Regions from separate parts of the Mus musculus genome. Here all the other regions are linked to region 2. A link is a contact called in public HiCAR-type and HiChIP or PLAC-seq data. All regions are on one chromosome and are shown on one strand. Each heading gives the region's core, a stretch centred on a gene start, on an enhancer-like site or on the middle of the called end of the contact. The rest is flanking DNA. Distances are from core to core; before and after follow the strand shown. Region 1 has its middle 29 kb from the start of C530043A13Rik. Region 2 has its middle 6.1 kb from the start of Gm51633. Region 3 overlaps 6030407O03Rik (RIKEN cDNA 6030407O03 gene).

Evidence for each region. HiCAR-type assays count read pairs that join an accessible place to other places. HiChIP or PLAC-seq counts read pairs in DNA pulled down with a chosen protein or histone mark.
Region 1: an H3K27ac HiChIP or PLAC-seq map of VIP interneurons shows a contact between it and region 2, with 10 times the contacts expected there. The contact joins two enhancer-like sites. A contact is called at or near these places in 2 of 115 datasets of contacts at active chromatin or transcription factors (VIP interneurons and embryonic stem cells).
Region 3: a contact with region 2 is called in a HiCAR-type map of astrocytes, with 4 times the contacts expected there. The contact joins two enhancer-like sites. A contact is called at or near these places in 1 of 115 datasets of contacts at active chromatin or transcription factors (astrocytes) and 1 of 9 other capture datasets (embryonic stem cells).

The regions. Positions count from the first base shown.
Region 1 is chr1:73,498,848-73,503,621 of GRCm38.p6, reverse strand. No RefSeq gene overlaps it. Among named protein-coding and RNA genes, the nearest start is that of C530043A13Rik, 29 kb to the left of the region's middle. Within about 2 kb of position 2,766, at least 3 of the 459 cell types and tissues checked have an H3K27ac peak or open chromatin away from gene starts, as enhancers often do. A contact at or near this core is called in VIP interneurons, where this site is marked.
Region 2 is chr1:72,928,464-72,932,992 of GRCm38.p6, reverse strand. No RefSeq gene overlaps it. Among named protein-coding and RNA genes, the nearest start is that of Gm51633, 6.1 kb to the left of the region's middle. Within about 2 kb of position 2,977, at least 25 of the 459 cell types and tissues checked have an H3K27ac peak or open chromatin away from gene starts, as enhancers often do. A contact at or near this core is called in VIP interneurons and astrocytes, where this site is marked.
Region 3 is chr1:73,641,228-73,645,903 of GRCm38.p6, reverse strand. All of the region lies in intron 7 of 6030407O03Rik (RIKEN cDNA 6030407O03 gene), which reads left to right. Among named protein-coding and RNA genes, the nearest start is that of C530043A13Rik, 110 kb to the right of the region's middle. Within about 2 kb of position 2,988, at least 31 of the 459 cell types and tissues checked have an H3K27ac peak or open chromatin away from gene starts, as enhancers often do. A contact at or near this core is called in astrocytes, where this site is marked.

The DNA.
Region 1 (4,774 bases), core at 1,517-4,016, 570 kb before region 2:
CGGTTACCGCAGAGGATAAGGTCATACCAACAACAGAGCAAGACAGAAGGTGGGTAGTGTAAGAAGTGTGAGCACCTTAGTGGAGAGAGAGAGAGAGAGAGAGAGAGAGAGAGAGAGAGAGAGAGAGAGAGAGAGAGAGAGAGAGAGAGAAAGAGGTGTTAAAGGCAGCTGACTGGGTGAAGAAGATTTGAAAGTGGAGATGAGAGTAGGGAGAAGCCATTTTCTCTTTCCTTTTCTAATGTTGGTACGTTTAAGTCATGTACATTTGTTATTTTATAATTACTGATGAAAATGTCAAGTAAGTGCCAGCTAGAAAGGAAACTCGTGGGATGTGGCTTGCTTTCCATTCGTATCTGCAAATTTAAAAATCTTTGTTCATTTAAGATTAAAGTATGTTGATCTTAGCCATTCTGACTGGTGTGAGATGGAATCTCAGGGTTGTTTTGATTTGCATTTCCCTGATGATTAAGGATATTGAACATTTTTTCAGGTGCTTCTCAGCCATTCGATATTCCTCAGTTGAGAATTCTTTGTTTAGCTCTGTGCCCCATTTTTAATGGGGTTATTTGATTTTCTGGAGTCCACCTTCTTGAGTTCTTTATATAATTTAGATATTAGTCCCCTATCTGATTTAGGATTGGTAAAGATCCTTTCCCAATAAGTTGGTGGCTTTTTTATCTTATCGACAGTGTCTTTTGCCTTATCGAAGCTTTGCAACTTTATGAGGTCCCATTTGTTAACACCAGTCAAAATGGCTAAGATCAAAAATTCATGTGACAGCAGATGCTGGAAAGGATGTGGAGAAAGAGGAACACTCCTCCATTGTTGGTGGGATTGCAAACTTGTACAACCACTCTGGAAATCAGTCTGGCGGTTCCTCAGAAAATTGGACATAGTACTACCGTAGGATCCAGCAATACTTCTCCTGAGCATATATCCAGAAGATGTTCCAACAGGTAATAAGAACACATGCTCCACTATGTTCATAGCAGCCTTATTTGTAATAGCCAGAAGCTGGAAAGAACCCAGATGTCCCTCAACAGAGGAACGGATACAGAAAATGTGGTACATTTACACAATGGAGTACTACTCAGCTATTAAAAAGAATGAATTTATGAAATTCCTAGGCAAATGGATGGATCTGGAGGGTATCATCCTGAGTGAGGTAACCCAATAACAAAAGAACTCATATGATATGCACTCACTGATAAGTGGATATTAGCCCAGAAACTTAGAATATCCAAGATATAACTTGCAAAACACATGAAACTCAAGAAGAACAAAAACCAAAGTGTGGACACTTTGCCCCTTCTTAGAATTGGGAACAAAACACCCATGGAAGAAGTTACAGAGACAAAGTTTGGAGCTGAGACAAAAGGATGGACCATATAGAGACTGCCCCACTGGGGATCCATCCCATAATCAGCCACCAAACGCAGGCACTATTGTATACGCCAGCGAGATTTTGCTGAAAGGACCCTGATATAGCTATCACTTGTGAGGCTATGCCAGTGCTTGGCAAACACAGAAGTGGATGCTCACAGTCAGCTATTGGATGGAACACAGGGCCCCCAATGGAGGAGCTAGAGAAAGTACCCAAGGAGCTGAAGGGGTCTGCAACCCTATAGGTGGAACTATATGAACTAATCAATATCCCCAGATCTCATGTCTCTAGAAGCATATGTAGTAGAAGATGGCCTAGTCAGCCATCATTGGGAAGAGAGGCCCCTTGGTCTTGCAAACTTTATATGCCCCAGTACAGGGGAACACCAAGGCCAAGAAGTGGGAGTGGGTGGGTAGGGGAGCAGGGGGGGGGGCGAGGGTATAGTGGACTTTTGGGATATTATTTGAAATGTAAATGAAGAAAATACCTAATAAAAAATTGGAAAGTAAAAAAAAAAAAGAATAAACTATGTTGAGAAAAAAATAATGTATTCTAAATAAAAATGTGGTCCCAAGTTGTTTTGTTAAGAATGTAAAGACCTGAAGTTTGTCTGACTATTTGATACTGAAATATTAGTCTTGGCCTCACACACTCCCTCTTGTGTTTGTGTGTGTGCATGAGAACATTAGTTCACATGCCACAGTGACCATGTCAGGGACATCTGTTGGAGTCAGATCTTTCTATTTTGTGCCATCAGCTCAACAATATCAAAGGCATCTTACGAGCCTTCTCTCTTCTTCTAGGTTCTAACTTGGAAGGAATGACTCCCATCAGTCTACTGCAGTAAGAAGGAACCTTTATTCATAAGGCAAATTTCTCTAGAATGAGAGTTGTGCACTGCTATAAATCATATAGATGTTAATATATTTGGATTTTTGTATTGATATCAAAATTTATACAGAAATGGGGAGAGAAATATAGATATACAATTTCTTCCCTATGGTTTTAAGAACATGTTCCTAAGGTTTTATGGATACGTGTAGATCCACATATTTTTTCCACATGATACAGATATACTGCAAAGACAGTTGCTCTATTCTGATAACTCCACTTAGATTGTTACACTGACTTCACATTTACCAGCTAGTAGGTGTGGGCCAGTTGCTTGACTCCTCCAAATTTTTGACCTTCTCATTTCTAGAATGCTGCCTGTTTCTCGGAACTTGGAGGAGTAAAGGAAGTAAGCACAGCTGTGCTTGAACCATCGGCCCATATGTGGGAGCAGTTATTTATTCTTAGAATCTAGATCAGTTCTGTCCAGAGAAGACTATTGTTTCCCATGCAGTTATCTCTGACTCATCCCTAACCCATCAGCATCAGAATAGCCTCTGACTGAGAAACGGTTGTTGGGTGGCAGTGAGTCTCTTTGGACTGCAGATTTTTAAGGTCTTCATTGCTTGGAACTAAACTGCAAGTCTTCTTGCTTAGGTTAATGAAAACATGGTGCCCAAAGTTGTTCAGTGGCCCACAGCAAGCCTGCAAGGCTTTGATCTTCTTTAGATTTTCCTGACAGGATTTAGGACCATCTCTGCATGGACGTCAATAGCTATTCATTAAGAAAAAGTGATGCCCACAGGGAATCTCATGGATGAAAGAGCTGTAGAAGGCTATCCCAGGCCCAACCCTCCTGGTACTTCTTTCACCATAGACTTGCTGGGGGAACAGTGGTAAGGAACAGGGGCATCTTTCAGCTTGTGGAAAAACCCGAGCAGGCTATCTGACTTAATATACACACAGAGAAGCACACACTCACACACACACACACACACACACACACACACAAATACACACACACACACACACACACACACACACACACAGAGAGAGAGAGAGAGAGAGAGAGAGAGAGACAGAGACAGAGACAGAGAGAGAGGGAGAGAGAGAGAGGGAGAGAGAGAGAAGCACACACACACAGAAGCACACACACACAGAAGCACACACACACAGAAGCACACACACACACACACACACACACACACACACACACACACACACACACACACACACACCATGGGTCGGGGGAGAGCATGTAGCTCAAATGTTTCTCTTTTAGGTAGCAATTTTCAACCCAGAGGCATCACATATTCCTTTAGACTGAAATTGCTGTTCCAACACTCTTCAAGCTTTTCTCTCCAAAAGACCAGGTGTTCTTTGAACTGGGAACCAAGCCCCACTACTTAGAAAGGAGCTGTGTGTTACTGTGATTATCATAGAAGGGGGTGGGGGGTGCCATCTGAACCAATGTTAACATTGTATTCACCAAAGAGACTTTGGAGGACTGAATAACTTAAAACATAAAGGGGAAAAGTCCATACTCTCAACAGCCTGGCATGGTTTTCTGCGTTAGGTAAAGGGATTCACAATCACTAAAGCTGTCTGAAGTAAAGGAAGAAGTGCTCTATTCTTTCATGTATTGAATTGGAAGTGGCAAACCACCTGAGCAGAAATTCAGAGAAGTCAGGGGACCTAAAAGTTCATTCCATAAAGAAGAACCCCGAAGAACCAAGAGAGCCACTAGTTCTCTCATGTCAAAAAATTCCTTCCAGGGCTGGAGTTATAATTCAGTGGTGGAGTGTTTGCCTGCCATATACAAAGTCCCGAGTTCAATGCCAACCACCAGAGGGAAATTTAAAAGGGAGCAGGCCCATGCCTGTAATTCAGGCAGGAAGATTGTCATGAGTTTGAAGCCAGTATGAGCTACATAGTGAGACTTTGTCTTAAAAATTAAAACTAAATAACAGTCCAATAAGAAGACAATCTGGCATACAACACAAAACCTCAGCTTTGGGATTAGGACCCAAACCAGGAATATCAACCAGCAGAGTAACTTCCTGCTAGTAACCTCTATTCTCCTGGTCCCTATTCTCTTGAAGTCATGAGAGGGTAGACCAGAATATTCCTAAGCTGCCTTTGCTGGGAGTTCATAGCCAGTCAGGAGATATTTTTCCATCTTGGGGATACACATAAGCACATGGCAGACCCCACAGTGAAGGAATACAACCTACAGGAATTATGGGGCTGTATGTTGTTCACTACATTCCTAGTTAAGAAAAGCTAATGCTTGGTGATTAACAAGGAGTTGTCCTGAAACCTTGTTCTTCAGTATTATTCACTGTGCTCACAGAAGCCCAGACTCCTGTACCAGTTACCACTTAGATATTGTTACCTTGACATGCTGTAACTTCTATGGAGCCTGACTCCTGCAGGCTAGGACAGTGTGGCTGCTTCTGACCATATTGTTTCCATAGTGACTACAACCTGGTGGACGGTACAGGAATCTATTTTCTCATAGATCCAGAAGGTAGACGTAGAATTATTAGCAGAATAGTT
Region 2 (4,529 bases), core at 1,728-4,227:
ATCACACAGTACGCTGGCCTGGGTGTGAGCATCTGCTTCATCGATTAACTGTGTATCGTTAACCTTGGTAGTCAACAACTTCTCTAAAGGATGCTTTACGGAAGTCGGTCCTAGTAGCCAATTAACAATCACACAGTACGCTGGCCTGGGTGTGAGCATCTGCTTCATCGATTAACTGTGTATCGTTAGCCTTGGTAGTCAACAACTTCTCTAAAGGATGCTTTACGGAAGTCGGTCCTCTCTTTGGAGCACACCACTGAGTGGTAGGGATGACCTTTCCACTCTAGGCTTCCTGACACTGAAAACAATGGTCCAAAGTTGAAAGTATCAGTGCCCAAGACCAACTATTTCAATGGTTCTCAACCTTTCTAATGCTTTGACCCTTCAATACAGTTCCTCATATTGTGGCGAGCCCCCCCCCCACCATAAAATTGGTGTTGCTACTTCATAACTGTAATTTTGATACTGCTGTGAATCATAATGTAAACATCTATGTCTTAGACAACCCCTGTGAAAGGGTCATTTGACCTCCAAAGGAGTCTCAACCCACATACTGAAGACTGCTGATCTAGCTCCCTAATGCTAACTCCCAAGGCCTTATATTTCCAGTCTCCACTCAGGTGTGGCTGGGTATGTCCAGCATCAGCTGAGGGATTGTGGGTAGGGTAGCTGAGTATCATTACAGACTGTGCAGGCCATCTACCCAGAGATTCCTTGCTCTTCTCACCACACTGCCGTTTGAGTACAGCTCCAGTAGAAGACTCCCAATTATAGCTGAATTGATTTGATTTGATTTGATTTGATTTGATTTGATTTGATTTTACAATTTCAACTATTTTTGTATGTGGCAGAGCTGGGGATGGAACCCAGATCCTTGAGCATGCCAGGCAAGCACTCTATCATTGTACTACAACCCCTGCCCACAAGGACTATCAATGAAAAGACCCACTAGAGAACTTGTGACAATGAAGTGGAAGTCCTTGGCCCCAATCCCCACCCTTTATCATTCTACCCCTCCTCCTCCAGAGACACAGACAAGAATCAACAGTTATACGACATCATTGAGATTAAGGTGTTGATAAAATGATTGGCCCTCACTGGAGCAGGCTCACTGGATAACTGTGTTGAAAGCCATATTTGGGGCAGCAACAAGACTACAGGAGTTGTCTTGGGTCATTGGGCCAAGAGAAGGTCACCAAATGTGCCCACAGGACTGTATGTCATTGGTCTACTGGGCACAACACACCTTGAGGCTGCTGACAAAGACATGAGGGATGAGCTGGACACAGGACATTGAGAAGCCAAGAGAATGCCTCCAAGATGCTGGGTACCAGTGAGGCAGGAATAGAGCAAGAGGCTCAGAGTGTGCCTACACAGCTCCCCCAGGATGGTAGCAGCTGGAAAGGGAAGGGACAACTTTCTGATGGGCACCCCGGGCAGCCAAGACTTCATCTGAGGTCTAGCCAAGTCCATTCTCAAGCATCCCCCTGAAACATGAGCCAGCACTGTTTCTTAGCAGCTGGTTCCCACTGTGGCCCACTTTCTCTTCTCTTTTCTTGGAACTCTCCTCTCCTGTCCCACTCTCCCTCCCCCTCCACCCTTTATTTTGGAGACAGGGTCTCCCATAGCCTAGGCTGAACTCAAATTCAGTATGTAACTAAGGATAACCTTAAACCTCTGAGATTCTCCTGCCTCAAACCTCTTGAATGCTGCGATCACTGGTGTGCTCCACCATACCAGGCTCTCCTTGCCTTAAGCCATTGCCTTAGAGAGAGAGATTGAGGATCTAATGGGGAATGCCTAACCTTGGAGGCAATGTCCCTGCCCTCCTACACACGCTGTACCCTGGGTATTTGCATGTCAATACCCAGAATGCCCTGCTTGTCCAGGCTAGAGCCCTGGACATCACTTCCCATCATCTGGAGTTGGCAAGCTGGGTGTGCCTCCAGGACAATGTGTTTGCTCTCATGCCAGCTGAAATTGGAAAGGAGTCGCTTTGCTTACAGCCATGATCCCTTTGATGGAGTCCAGCTAGTTTGGGGTGAAAGCTGGCACAGGCAAAAAGAAAGCCAGATGTACTAAGCATCCACGTTGACAGTCATTTGACCAGCTCTCAAGGTTCCATTGTGCTCACAAGTCTACCTACCAACATTGTACATTCTTCTTTGGCCCAACCTATAAGGCTAAGAATATGAATGCTTCTTATCATTCATAACAGCAGGAGAACCTTCTCAAAACCCAGGCTAGGGTTTTCCTTTTTTTTCTTCTTCTTCTTCTTTCATAATTTGTGTGTACAGAAACATTCTAGCCTTTGTCCTGAAATCTTGGAGTTCCTCCATGATTGTTTGACAGTCCCAAAGAATGAGTTGAGGAAGCCAGCTACTCCAAGGCGTGGAGGAAGAAAGAATCTACTGTGAGTTAGAACTAAGCATCAGAGAGAAACACCCTTGGGCAGAACAATAGGAATAGTGATGTGTGTGTTTGGAAAAGGAGGATGATAAAAATATATAAGGAAGAAAGGGTAGGCAGAACCCCTGCTCCATGCTGAGCATCCTCCACAGACAGCTTCTTTTGTATAGAGTACATTAGACCTCCTATCCCTTTGTGAATGCTAGGAACTCTGTGTAACAAGTGCTTACCAACCCAATAAGACAGCCAATCAACCAAGCCTCCTGTGCTTGGAGCTGGGCTTCACACTGATAACTGGGAACACACAGATGAGCCATGTGTCTGCTTCAAGATGGTGGCCTGGTACACCCGCAGGGCCTCCAAACCCCTTTCCTGATACTGGGGTCAGGTTCCCTTGAGTTTTCCCCACTCTCTCAGAACAATAGTAGCTTTGGGCTCCAGGGTTGAGTGGCCTCTGGAGTCCTATTGGCTTACATTCAGAAGCAGTCTCTGCTCGCTCTTGGCTTAGGAGACCTTGGGCAAGAGCCTTTCAGCCTCTTCATCTGCAAAATAGCTAATATATAACTGCCCCTGTGGAACAGAGCTGAAGGCTGAGTTAGCACAGGGATTGTTCAGACAGCGCCTGATGCCTATCAAGTGCTCCGTAAACATTAGCTATCGTTGCCATTGCAACTGGCCACACATAGTTACCAAAGTTACTGCCAAGCCCAGGAACAGCAGCCAAGGGCTACAGACCTGAGCAAGAATAGATGGTTTTTGCAAATGGATCAAAAATCTGGCCTCCTTGCTCAGATCACTAAGCACATAAGTACAGGAAACCAGGCATTTAGAATATCTGTAGGCCAGGGAAGAGCCTGGCCATTGGAATGATTAGCCTGTAACAAGAACTCAGGTACGAGAAGGTATCTCCTACCCCTGAGTCCCAGCCACTACACTGTTGTGGCACTGAGGACAGGTGACAGAGCAGGAGTCACAGACAAATTTGGAGATAGTCCTCTGGCCCAGATCCAGAAAAGGCAGGGGTTCGTTCTATTATGAAGTAACTCTTAAGTCCTGAGAAGGAGGGTAGTAGCCATGTTGGCTGAGTTTCAACAACCTTGACACCACCTTCTTTAGGAGTCTGCCCACCTGCCCTCCCCTAACAGAATCCTCGGAGTGGAGTCAAAGGCAGGAGGACTTTAGCACTCTCTTCTTTGTTCCCTCAGATTAGATTAGAAGAAGAAGAGAGCAATTCACCAGTGTCTTCTGCAGTTATCCCATGTCCAACTCTGCAGCCACTGGGTTCCTGGTTTCTCAGGTGACTAGAAGGTTGATATCACCTGACTGTCCTTTACACAGTACCTTTGGATAGGTCCCCCACCCATAGGCACCACTCAGTCTCGTCACAGCTTAAATTAGAAGAGAGTAAGTGTGTAAATGTATATGTACCTATTCATATTTATGTACATGGGAAAGTCAGAGGTGCCCTGGAGATGTAGCTCAGTTGGTAGAGTGTTTGCCTAGTATATTATAGAAAGCCCTGGGTTTGATATCTAACTCTATATAACCAGACAAGATGATGCATACCTGTAATCCCAGCACTGGGGAGGTAGAGACGTGTGGATCAGAAGTTCCAAGTTACCCTAGGCTACATGACAAGTTTAAGGCTAACCTAAGATACAGAAGATGATGTATTGTTTTTCCAAAAAGAAAAAAAATCAGAGGCAAAGGAAATAAGTATGGAGCCAGAAGATCCACCAGGGATGCTCCATGCAAAAAGAAATGTATAATTCAAGTCTGGTAACCAGGAAAGACACCACCTGCCCTACTTCCAACGACCACACTAAGGCAAAGAATTTGGAATCTCTTATGAAACTGAGGGTAGGATGAGGGTGATTGCATCTTGGGATGTAGGTGATTGCATCTCAAGTGGAATTTTCTTGTGTTGCCTCCTGTTCTCATTACCCTACGATCCACACTTTCTCCAGGACAGTGCCACCTCTCCCTCATCTCACCCCACACACATTTCTCCATGTTATACACATTCTTTCTTTGGAGGCTTCTTCTAAGATGAAGCCAAATTCATGGACAGAATGTTGAAAACCTTCAATATGATTCATGGCCAGGAAGAGAAGACTGAA
Region 3 (4,676 bases), core at 1,739-4,238, 710 kb before region 2:
GCCTTATTTATAATAGCCAGGTGTCTCTTCAGAATATTTTCATTTTGGCAGTGACTCTTACACCAGAATCTTATGACTCCAGAACTCTGGGGCAGCCTCTCTGCTCATAGATGACTTACACTGCTTAGGGCTATCCACCACTCATTTATAGCGTCACTACACAGTGTTACACAGCCTAGTGCAACTGTTCTCAACATGTGGGTTGTGACCCCTATGGCAAACCTCTATCTCCAAACATATTTATGTATAATTCATAACAGTAGCAAAATTACAGTAATGAAGTAGCAATAAAAATAATTTTATGGTTGGGGGTAGGGTCATCACAGCATGAGGGACTGCATTAAGGGATCAAAGCATTAGGAGGGTTGGGAACCATTGTTCTGGTGGTGTGTGTATGTGTGTATATGTGTCTGTCTGTCTGTCTGTTTGTCTGTCTGTCTGTCAGTCATACTGTGTGGAGTTCTGAAGAGGTTGAACATGATGGGCATATACAACCAGCTCTCCTAAGTTGTTTTATATTACTTCATACCATGCTACTAAGAAAGTGGAGCCTGCATGCTTGTTCCCAGTGAGATCTGGAAAGATCTGTTTGACCAGCTAAGGCTGAGTTTTGATGTAACCCACAATGCATGCCAACTCTTTCTCTTTCAGGTGGATCACGGAGGGGAGGGGGAGGCAGAGGGGGCCTTTGATGTCTATTTGCAGTTAGAGGAAAGGAAGTGATTGCTTTTTTTCAACTGCTTCCGTGGGTGCGGGGGAATATAGTGACATTGAAAACTCATGTATCCAAGGCCTTGGACCACATTATTTTATTTAATCCTCTAACACATTTAGAGGAAACTAACAGCCCTCTGTCTTTATAATTACAGGGAAGCAGACTGAGTTTAAGGAACTTGTCTAATACAAAAGAAAAAATTATGACCAGGAACCTGAAGTGACTTAGACTTGCTGGTGCTGTGAGTCGATGTGTTCTCTCTCTCTCTCTCTCTCTCTCTCTCTCTCTCTCTCTCTCAAATTACATCTATTTAGTGTGTACGTGTGTACATGTGTTCATGTGAACGTGCCATGGGGCATGTGTGGAAGTCAGAGGAGAACTAGCTGGAGTGGGTTTTCTTCCCTCCTAGTGATTGAGTTTAGGTTGTTTGGCTTGGTGATCTGCGCCTTAAGCCACTGTTTCACAATGCTTTGTCTTGTGTGCACTTTTCTACCCAGGCCACTTGCATCTTGCCTGCCATGGTCTCAGCAGGTCTAGCTGTTGCTGTGTCTTCAGACAGGATAGAGAACAGCTGGCGTCCTCTCCGAGTGGAGTAATCCCTCTGAGACTTGAACACTGTTGTTCATTTCCTTACCTTAGTGGGAGACATTTTTGCTGGACATTTTGGAAGGCCTAACCGGATGCAGCTTTTAATAAAATATCCGTAAGCTGGAGTTAAGCCACCAGATAGCTGATGACTGCTCTTGGACAGGAAGCATGCTCAGGACCATAAAACTCAAAGGTGGAAAGAAACCCTTCCAGCAGAGGGCTCGCTGGTGGGACAGCTGCTGTTTATCTTATTTTTAAAAATGTAGCATTTTATCCCACTAAGTGGTTACAACTCCTAGTTAGTGGTAAGACATCAGTAATGTTTATATTTATTCTCAGATGTTTAACTTAAACTCAAAGGGAAGTAGTTTAGGTATAAAAAAGGGGAACACACACACCCACACCACGTAGGAGGCATCCTCCTTTGCATCTGCACTCTCATACCTACGGAATGAAATCACTTTACAATGACTTATTGTGTCACAGGCATGTTTCTGTACCCTAAGCTACAGCAGTGTCAAAAAAGAAGTCATCAAAAATTATCCTCTTAAAATAAGTGTAAAACTTCCTCAAAGAAATTGTTGTGCCTCAAAATCCCTGGCCCCCTGAAAAACTTTTCGAGCAGGGTAGAAACATTGACAAGCTCTCTAAAAAAAGACAGAAGTATCAAAACGTGACAATGCAGTAAGCATTATAATCTTGAAGAGGACCAGAAGAGATTCTCATGGTGAGAGACACTTTAGGCAACTGCCAAGAAGAAGGGCAGAAGGAAACAGGAGGAGGGCAGACTGCCAGTGCTGCATTCAGAGAGGGGAGTAAGGAAAGACAAGGGGAGACAGAGTCAGAGGCCAGCAGGCTGGGGGCTCACTGATCAGGGAATGGATTTCGGGGTGAGGGAAGCACATGGAAGAAGAGTTCCTGGGGGTATTTGAGAGTCTTTGTGAGGGAGGGGATTTGGAGAAAGAGCATAAACGCTGAAGTGTGTGCCTGGATGAGCTGAGTTAAATAATCTGAGTTTGGATTTCGTCGGTCAATCTGGGGCAATGGGTTTCAGCGAGCTGCTTTGGCCTTTGAAGGGCTAAAGAACTGGAAGGTTGTTTGGAGAACACCAGACTTCCATAATGACAGTTATTTATTTATTTATTTATTTATTTATTTATTTATTTATTAATGCTCTATTCTTGGCGACATTCAGAGCATCCTGTCCAGAAGATAGTACTTCCACCTCCTACCTGTGGAAACTGCAGAGTTAAGGACTCTTGGCAAGGAATCTCTAGTAAGTAGTTAAATCACCATTCAAATCAAGGCTTGTCTGACTCCTAAATCATTCCTTGGTTTTTTTTTTTGTTTGTTTGTTTGTTTTCTTTTTTCTTTCTGCCTTCCTTGATATTTTTAAGACTGAAGCTCTCTGAGGAGGCTGGAAGAACTGAACTCTAAAATCCGAGGTAGACCAGTTAGAACCACAACACAAATGGAATATTTTAATCCTGCAGTCCACCCCCACTCCCACCCCGCTCCCCAGTGGAGATTTCACAGTGGTCAAGGTCAGGGATGGAATTGTCAGGGCTGAGTTAAGAGAGAGACAGGATACTTAATGTAATTCGTGACACATAATCGAGTAGCCTCCTTGCTTTGACATGCAAATGTCCAAAGCAGGACATCAAACAGGCTGGCCTCTCGGCCTCAGCATGCTATTCTGGGATGCTAAGAAAGCCAGCGTGTAGCTTATTAGACCTGAAAGAACAAGTGTGAATGCAGGCTCTCACTTGCCAGGGCTTGCTCAAAAGCCATGACCAACTTACAGCTTGCCTCCCCAGATTCCTTAGTAGGCCTTAGCACTGTAGCTCCGTGGCTCTCAGTCTAGTTCCTATACCGGTGACATAACAGAGGAGGGACACAGCAAGACCAACTCTAGGATAATCATCAGGGAGTTGGGCTCTGTAAGAGGGAAGCCATAAGGCTTTGTGACAGTAGGTCAGGCTCCCACGGGACACTCTTCATCCAGTGGGAAAAGTCTGAAGCTAAACTCAAGTCTTCTGGACTCAGTTAAAGATGGTTTACAGACTTTGCCTTCTAGAAAATAGCAAACCAGGTGTCTGCTCAAAGCTGAGAGGTCCTGTGAAGACACCTGGGTATTGGGACACTACCATAATTTTTACAGCAGAACCAATGCACTTAAAGCATTGTGGTGACTGGGATCCCAGAGCTCTGTAAACTGCAGAGTTGTGATTCCCAGAGGAGACTGTGAGGCAGATCTCAGCATCAGGCTGGTCATGTGCACCTGCTCAGTAAATGGAAAGAGAATGGTTTTCTGCAAAGTAGGGTCTTAATCGGAATTTGCAGAGGCTCTGGTATTCGTTCCTGTTCTATTCACAGCTCTCAGGAATAATTCACCCAATTTACTCTTTAGGTTACCAGCAAGTGGCTAGTGTTCCTTGAGGACTGGTTGTGTTCAGGGACACACACGGGAAGGCAGATGACATAAATAACAGCGGTGTGGCTTCTCAATACTGTTCTTCCAGGTGTTATTCTTGAATCTATTAGTTGTGTGACACATGGCCAAGCTTAACTCCCAGTATCTAACAGTCACCTCACATTGAATAAATGAGGAGAAAGAAAAGAAAAAGGAAAAACAAAACAAAACAAAAAAACCCAACCCAACAACCTAAGTCTCGGACAGGAAAAGTCACCTGTCTGTGGTGGACACAGACCTAGAACCTTCCTGACCCTACCTGACCCTAGACTGTCTGGTTGGGAAATCTACGGGAGGAAGATACAGCAAAGATACAGAGGGAGGGAAGACGCCTTGGAAATCCAAACATGCAAAGATCTTCTACCAAGCGCTAGTAGAAGTTTCCTGGAGAGAACCACGTGGAAGATATTCTGGGGACCAGCCTTTTGGTGTATCACCCGAGGCCTGTTTCTGTCCAACATTTCTAAGCTGTCTCAGATGGGTTGCGCACATCCCTTGGTCACATTAGAGTCTGCTTTGGACAGGTCAGGATATGAGAACATGAAGGGCTGGCCAGAGAATGAGCGATTTAGGTTATTTTCTGGGGAGTGGGGGCGGGGGAGGATGGAGGATACTAACTTTTAGACAACTTAACAGTTTTCTCTTTAAATAAAACTCAATGCTTGGGGCTTGAGTTTTATTTTAACCATGGCGTGTTTCGCAGGGCTCTCACAGCTGATGCATTAGCGGGGAATAACTTAGCAGGCACAGGACGAAGTTATGCAGCGTGGTGGGGGGAGAGCTTCTCTAGTTCCTTGTTTTCAGTCCCAGAAGAATTGAATCTTCTGTGTAGGCTGCCTGACATAGACCATGGCCTTGTCAGTGGCTCTGGAATTAACAAAAGGGTTTTTTATTTACCCA